2 separate regions of the Triticum aestivum genome follow, and region 1 is linked to region 2. The links are chromatin contacts, called in public Hi-C maps. All regions are on one chromosome and are shown on one strand. The core of a region is the stretch at or near the end of the contact, and the rest is flanking DNA. Distances in the headings are between cores, read along the strand shown.

The links. Hi-C and Micro-C count contacts between places; a contact is called where the count stands out from the background.
Region 1: a Hi-C map of leaf shows a contact between it and region 2, with 4 times the contacts expected there. The contact joins the promoter of LOC123182422 here to the promoter of LOC100682439 in region 2. A contact is called at or near these places in 3 of 5 Hi-C or Micro-C datasets (all in leaf).

The regions. Positions count from the first base shown.
Region 1 is chr1D:405,819,777-405,823,121 of IWGSC CS RefSeq v2.1, forward strand. LOC123182422 (endoplasmic reticulum-Golgi intermediate compartment protein 3) reads left to right here and starts at 2,069. Exons shown (of 13, transcript XM_044594977.1): 1 at 2,069-2,406. The coding sequence starts at 2,265.
Region 2 is chr1D:405,688,771-405,691,842 of IWGSC CS RefSeq v2.1, forward strand. LOC100682439 (calcium-dependent protein kinase 2) reads right to left here and starts at 1,325. Exons shown (of 8, transcript XM_044594976.1): 1 at 1-1,325. The coding sequence starts at 1,229. It overlaps LOC606338 (60S ribosomal protein L30-like), which reads left to right and starts at 1,517. Exons shown (of 5, transcript NM_001428009.1): 1 at 1,517-1,600; 2 at 1,736-1,841. The coding sequence starts at 1,580.

The DNA of each region.
Region 1 (3,345 bases), core at 819-3,318, 130 kb after region 2:
ATGGCCAAGCATCCTAGCCTTATCCAGGATGGCTGCAAGGGCATTCACCGCAAGGTTAAAGAGTAGGTAGGAAATAGGATCCCTTGCCTCACCCTTCTAGGAGACCTAAAATAGGGGCCACCTCCTCATTTATGTTAATCACGATGCTGCCATTCCTGACTATTTTGCATGATCCAACAACACCAACGGTCATTGAACCCCCTTCACTCAAGCACTAGGCGGGAGGAAGGAATGGTCAAGACGGTCGTAGGCCTTTTCGAAATCTAGCCTCATGAAAACACCTTTCTCACGCTACACCTTGACCTCAGGTACAGTTTCATGAAGATTCAGAATCCCATCATAAATCTGATGCCCCTTAAAAAAGGCGAACTGACAGGGATGAGAGAGGCGCTCCACCACCGGGGCGAACCACATCGCACACACCTTAGAGAAGATCTGTTCTAGAACATTGATCATCGTGATCGGCCTAAAGTGTCGGATATCCGTCGCCCCAGCTAGTTTGTGTGTTAGGGTAATCTCTTTATACATGACATGTCCAATGTCCCGATGTAGAATTCTTGGAACGTTGGCATAATCACTGGCTGAAGCTACCCCTAGAACTTTTGGAAGAAGGAGACTGGGAGCCCATTCGGACCGAGTGCTGAGCTAGTCTTCATCTCCGCGATCACCCGACCAACCTCCTATGGCAGAAATGGGAGGGTAAGTTTCGCATTATCCTCAGCTGAGACCCAAGCATCGACTAGCCAGAAGTCTGTCGGCAAAGAAAACCTGGACTGGGGCTCCATTGTGAAGAGCTCTTATAGAGGAGTAGGCGTGTGCAATGACCCCCCCCCCCCTCCCAAGAGGATGTCTCCCTTCCATAAACAAATGGATTGAGAATTTTCGCTGCCACCCATAACCCATTCACAATGGGGGGAAATAAGCGGTGTTGGCATCACCCTTCAAAAATCAATTCCATCCGCTTCTATGTTGCCAAAAAAAGCCCATCAGTGACATTGCATAGGAAAAAAGATGAGCATGCAAGTTTGCGTGTGTTGAAACATAAACGACAGCACTAAACACCCTACTTAGGTCTTGAATATCGTGGACGACCGATGTGATTTTCACGATGGTTACCTCTGTTTTGAAACCGGCTGGGAATTCCCGACAAGTAGGTTGCAGGCGCGCCATAATTTCCGCATGGTGGTGACGATACGCTGAAAACCCCTATGTCCTCATCCATGCAATGAAAAATACACGCCTAAAATTTCATCCATATATGAATCGAGTGATTTGCTTTCGGTGGTGCTATCCAACAATCGTTTGCTGGAGGTGCATGGCAAAGCAAATGTTTGGCACGGCAATTTACGTTGCAGGAGCATGACGATTCCTTCAAGTGAACACGACAATTTTCGCGGTAAAACCCTTTGCTCTCAGAAATTGTCATTGTGTTTCTGAAGAAATCGGCACGGGCGTTATAAAAAAATCACAAAAATGGCTATTGTGGTCCTATGTTTTCGGTACACCCCTGACCAGAGGGTGTACATCTCTTTGGGTCTCTTTTTTTTTTCTTTTTGAGGATTGCATCTCTTTGGGTCGACAAAATTGACCATGACATGTTGGTCGACCATCGTCCGAAGGTGGCCTTCCAGAGGCCAGCGGAGACGCACGCACCTGCCACAACGGATTCTGTTGAGAGACCTGGTTAGGGTTAGGCCACCTACGAATCGTGTGCACCGGTGCACGTCACATCTTCCAGATCGGTCGCAAAGTGGAAACTCTCTCTCACAGATCCTACTGAAAAACCACAATACTACTCCGATACGTATACGAGGTTAGTTTGCGTAGGTAACCCGGAGTCCGATACGTATTCGCGGCTGGTCCCGCTCGTCGTAGATCCCGTGGGCGTGGGCGGGCGGCTTCCCACCCGAACCGGACCGGACCCGCCACGTCGGCGGAGTCCAACGCATTTCCGACGACGCGAACCAACGGCGCGGCGCCACGTGGAGCGCGTGCGCCGAACTTGCAGCACCGATACCGCGTCCGTCCGTCCACGCCATCATCCTCCGTCCCCCCTCCTCGTAATCATCTCCGACTCTTCTTCCCCCACCCCCACCCCCAGACGAGGCTCGTAATCCCGACCCGAACCCGGCGGAATCTCGCGCCGGTCAAACCCTATCGCACACGCGCGGGCTCGGATCGGGAGGACTAGGTTCGCGCCGGCTGCTGCCCTCCGGCGGTCTCCACGGGGTCGGCGTCGGCGGCGGCGGCGGAGGAGAAGAGAGATGGAGGGGCTTCTGCACAAGCTCAAGGGGCTCGACGCCTACCCCAAGGTCAACGAGGACTTCTACAAGCGCACGCTCTCCGGCGGCGTCGTCACGCTCCTCTCCGCCCTCGTCATGCTGCTCCTCTTCGTCTCAGAGACCAGTAAGCGCCGCCTCCCCTCCTCCCCCTCCTCCTCCTCCTCCTCCTCGGCCCGCAATGGCGGCGCCGCGACGCGGAATTCAAGGTTTACGGTCCTCAAAAAAGATGTCCAATTATACTTCTTGCTTGCTTGCTTAGATGTCTCTGGGAATTGATGGGTTGTGGCAGCTCGGATTGGGGCGAGACTCGATTCCAATGACGCGGATTTGGCACCGTCTGCTTGAAATTGAATGCTGTGCAAGATTTTGTAGATGCTTTTGGGTTTGCCGGCGGTAAAATTCTTTTCGGTTCGACAGAGGTGGTCTATCTGGCCAAGCAATGTCTTTGCCGTCCGGGGAAGGAAAAGCTTCCACTTTTTGCCGGACATGTCTACCTGTGCTGCGCTGGGCATTGCCGCAGATTGCAATGCTTGAGCTGTTGGAAGATTCCTGAAAAACTTGCCGTTTTAGTCCACTCTGTTGTGCCAGTTTGGTGGGGGACAAGATTCAGTTTTTTCATCTGTAAGTGTTCATGAAAGGTCATACCTTTGCTGCTGTGTTCTTGCCTCTGGTTCAGATCATGTGTTCAGAAATACTCCCTCTGTTCCTGAGGTCGATGGTGTTTACATATTTTGGTGCATACCACCCTGGCCGTGTGGTTTGGTGGGCAATTTAACCCTCTCTTGACGCTCGATGCATGGATCGGCGCGTGACACTAGTGTCATTGAGGTCGCGCTACCAACGGGTAATAACTGCACGTGAGGGGTAATTTTGCAGGACACTCGATTAAATGGCGCCACGAGTTAGGAAGGGTAGTTTTGGAAAATATACCTAGGAACCGCGGGATAATGGTGCCACGAGTTAGGAAGGGTAGTTTTGGAAAATATACCTAGGAACCGCGGGAAAATGACGCCATGAGTTAGGAAGGGTAGTTTTGGAAAATACACCTAGGAACCGCGGGAAA
Region 2 (3,072 bases), core at 75-2,574:
CTGTCGTCGAACATCTCCTGCATTTTCCTGTCATAATCCTCTGGATCAAAATCTTCCTCCAAGTCATCTGCACCAAGCTTACAGGCAGCTTCCCCTTCAATTCCAGCAATCATCCGGATCTTCTCAAGCTTCTCAGCAATCTCTTTCTTCTTCAAATTCTTGAGATGCTTCAGCTCCTCTGCCTGCTCCTGCTTGGCTCGCGCAAGCCGTTCCTCTTTGCTCTTGCGCTGCTTCTTTCTGCCGCTCTCCTTCTTCCTCACAGACCCCTCAACAACCCGGGGATGTCCCATTACCCGATCAGTCACCACTCCCTCTGAAGCTTCCACCTCCTCATGCCGGAATTTATAATCCCCCAACTTATTATAAATATCCTCATAGTCCTCCTGAGTTTCGATCACATCCTCTTCCTGTGAGACCTCCTGGATATCATCCAGCGAGAACTTTTCCGGCACTGGTTCAAGGTACGGCCTATTGAGGATGTAATTCTTCAAAAACTTCTCATTTTCATCCAGCTTGTCATCATCCCCAAAAACCTCAACCAACAGCTCCTCGGTCTGCTTCTCGTCTTCGTCCTCTTCGCTGTCGCCACCATCTCCTTCAGCCTGCTTCGCCTTGAACAGATCGTCCTCCTCGTCATCGCCATCCCCCAATGCCTTCTTCTCCGCCTCAAGGAACTCCTTCAGCCCCTCCCTCTGGAGCTCGTTGTACGCAATCCGGTCATACTTGCTGCCACGGCCAGCCTGCGCCGCGAACTCGGGGCCCTCCTCGAGCAGGTGCTGGGCGTTGACGTCCTTGAGGTACAGTGGGCGCTCCTTCTTGGCCTTCTTCCCCTCCTTGGGCTCCCCCTCGGCGTCGTCCTCGTCCTCCGACGAGGAGGAGTACACCTTGGCGTCCTTGTCGAAGATGGCGCTGTCGCCGCTACGGATGCGGCGGATGACCTGGAGCACGCGGCGGTCGACGCGGCGCGAGGCGGCGGCGACGGCCTCGTCCTCATCCGACTCGTCGTCGGAGTCGTCCTCGTCCTCGTCGTCGGGGTCGGCGACGACGCCCTTCTTCTTCTTCTCCTTGAGGCGCTCCAGCGCCTCGCGCCGCTTCCTGTGCTCGAATTTCCGAGCGTACCCCTCGTTGATCTGGATCTTGGAGTAGTCCTCGGCGGGGCCGTCCGAGTCGTCGTCGGAGCCCGCGAGGATGTCCAGCACCCTCCTCCTCCCCTCCCCCTCTCCACTCATCTCCTCCGGCGACGCCTTTATTGCTGGGTGGCGGCGGCGGCGGCGGCGGCGCTGCTCGTGCTAGGGTTTTCGCGAATGGAGACACCGCTTGGGGCTGCGGATCAACCGGTACCGTATTTACGACCGAGCAGTCTGGCAACGCGGGCCCACCTCGCCAGCTCAGCGCCACGGCCCGTTGGGTTCATTCTCGGCCCAATGAGGCCCGGTCCAGCCCAATCCGTCGCGGCAGTCTCGTCCGCGCGGCCGCACCTATATAGCCCCTCCCGCTAAACCCTAGCGAGCTCTCCATTTGCGCCGCCGCCTCCCCCGAAGCCATCCGCATCCCCACGCTCGCTCGCTCGCCCGACGCGATGGCTCCCACCAAGAAGGCGGTACGAACCCTAATCGATCCCCGCCCGCCGCTCCTCCCATTTCGGCCTGATTCGTTCTCCGGTGGTTATCTCGCCGTGTCTTTCTTTCTGAGAGATCTTCTGACTGTTTTTTCGGTTGATGGGTGCGCTCTGCAGAAGAAGAGCGGGGAGAACATCAACAACAAGCTGCAGCTGGTGATGAAGAGCGGCAAGTACACGCTCGGCTACAAGACCGTCCTCAAGACGCTCCGCAGCTCCAAGGGTATGGATAGATCGGCTCTCTGCTTTTTACGGCTTTTTTTTATCTCACTGTTGATTGATTTGTCGCTGTGGCTGATCTGCTAGTTCTCTTGTCTGCTGGATCCGAAGGGTAGTGCTGTAACTTACGCTCGGGACCGTGTTAATTCCAGAGATGCGTGATTAGGTTTTGTAGAATGAAGTGGTTAATATCTGCTTTGTGGCTGTCAATTACTTGCTGTACTTATTATTAGTGGGAAATAAGTTGAACTGTATGCGTATTCTCTGCACGTGTGTAGTGATGCCCACTGAAGTTTGTAGCGTTGAAACTTTTAGTTCGTAGAATGGGACTGAAGTTTACCTCATTGGCTTGCTTTCGCCGTGCCTTGGAGATGAATACAGCGCCCTAGAACAAGCCACTTCTTAGTTATGACTTCTGCCAGACCTTTTAAATGTCTAGTGGACAATGGGAGGTTGAAATATTTCTGTTTGCTGATAGCTGTTTGTGCTGTGTTTCGGTTGTGTGTTGGAAGTTGTCTTGTAGTTTGTACCGATCAATTTAGTTTGTATAGTGGGACACATTGTTGTTTGTACCGATCAAATTAGTTTGTAGAATGGGACTGAAGTTTACCTCACTGGCTTGCTTTGGCTGTGCCTTAGAGATGAATACAGCTCCCTAAAACAAGCCACCTCTTGTATTGAGACTTCTACAAGACCTCCTCCATGTCTAGTGGACAGTGGGAGGTTGAATATTTCTATTTGCTGAATTAAGTTTGTACTGCAGTTTAGCTTGTTGTCTTGCTTTTGGTGTGCCTAAGAGGTGGAATGCATTGCCTGAGGCAATTGCATCTTTGTTGGGCAGTTTGGAGTTTAAAACTGATACAGCCAGATGAGTTTTCTTGCCATTTAGGGCGTTTATAGATTGTTTTTCTCTTTTTTTCATTTCTACAATTTTATTCCAGTGGTTTGTGCTTTTGTAATGATTTTTACTTTTTGTTGTGTTAGAATATTGGACTGTAGAACGGGACTGAAATTTGGCTCCTTGGCATCTTTTGCCGCCATGGAGATGAATGCAGGGCCCTAGAATCATTTCAGCCTACCTTTTAAGACTTCCCATGTATCATTATCTGGGGAACAATTGGAGGATGAAATATTTTTTGTTATATGTTGAAAATATTCTCTGTTGTTCTATCAAATGGTTCCATGGAATCACCTGTGCCACAGGATGGCATTGCTATATTCGTTGCACTCATAAG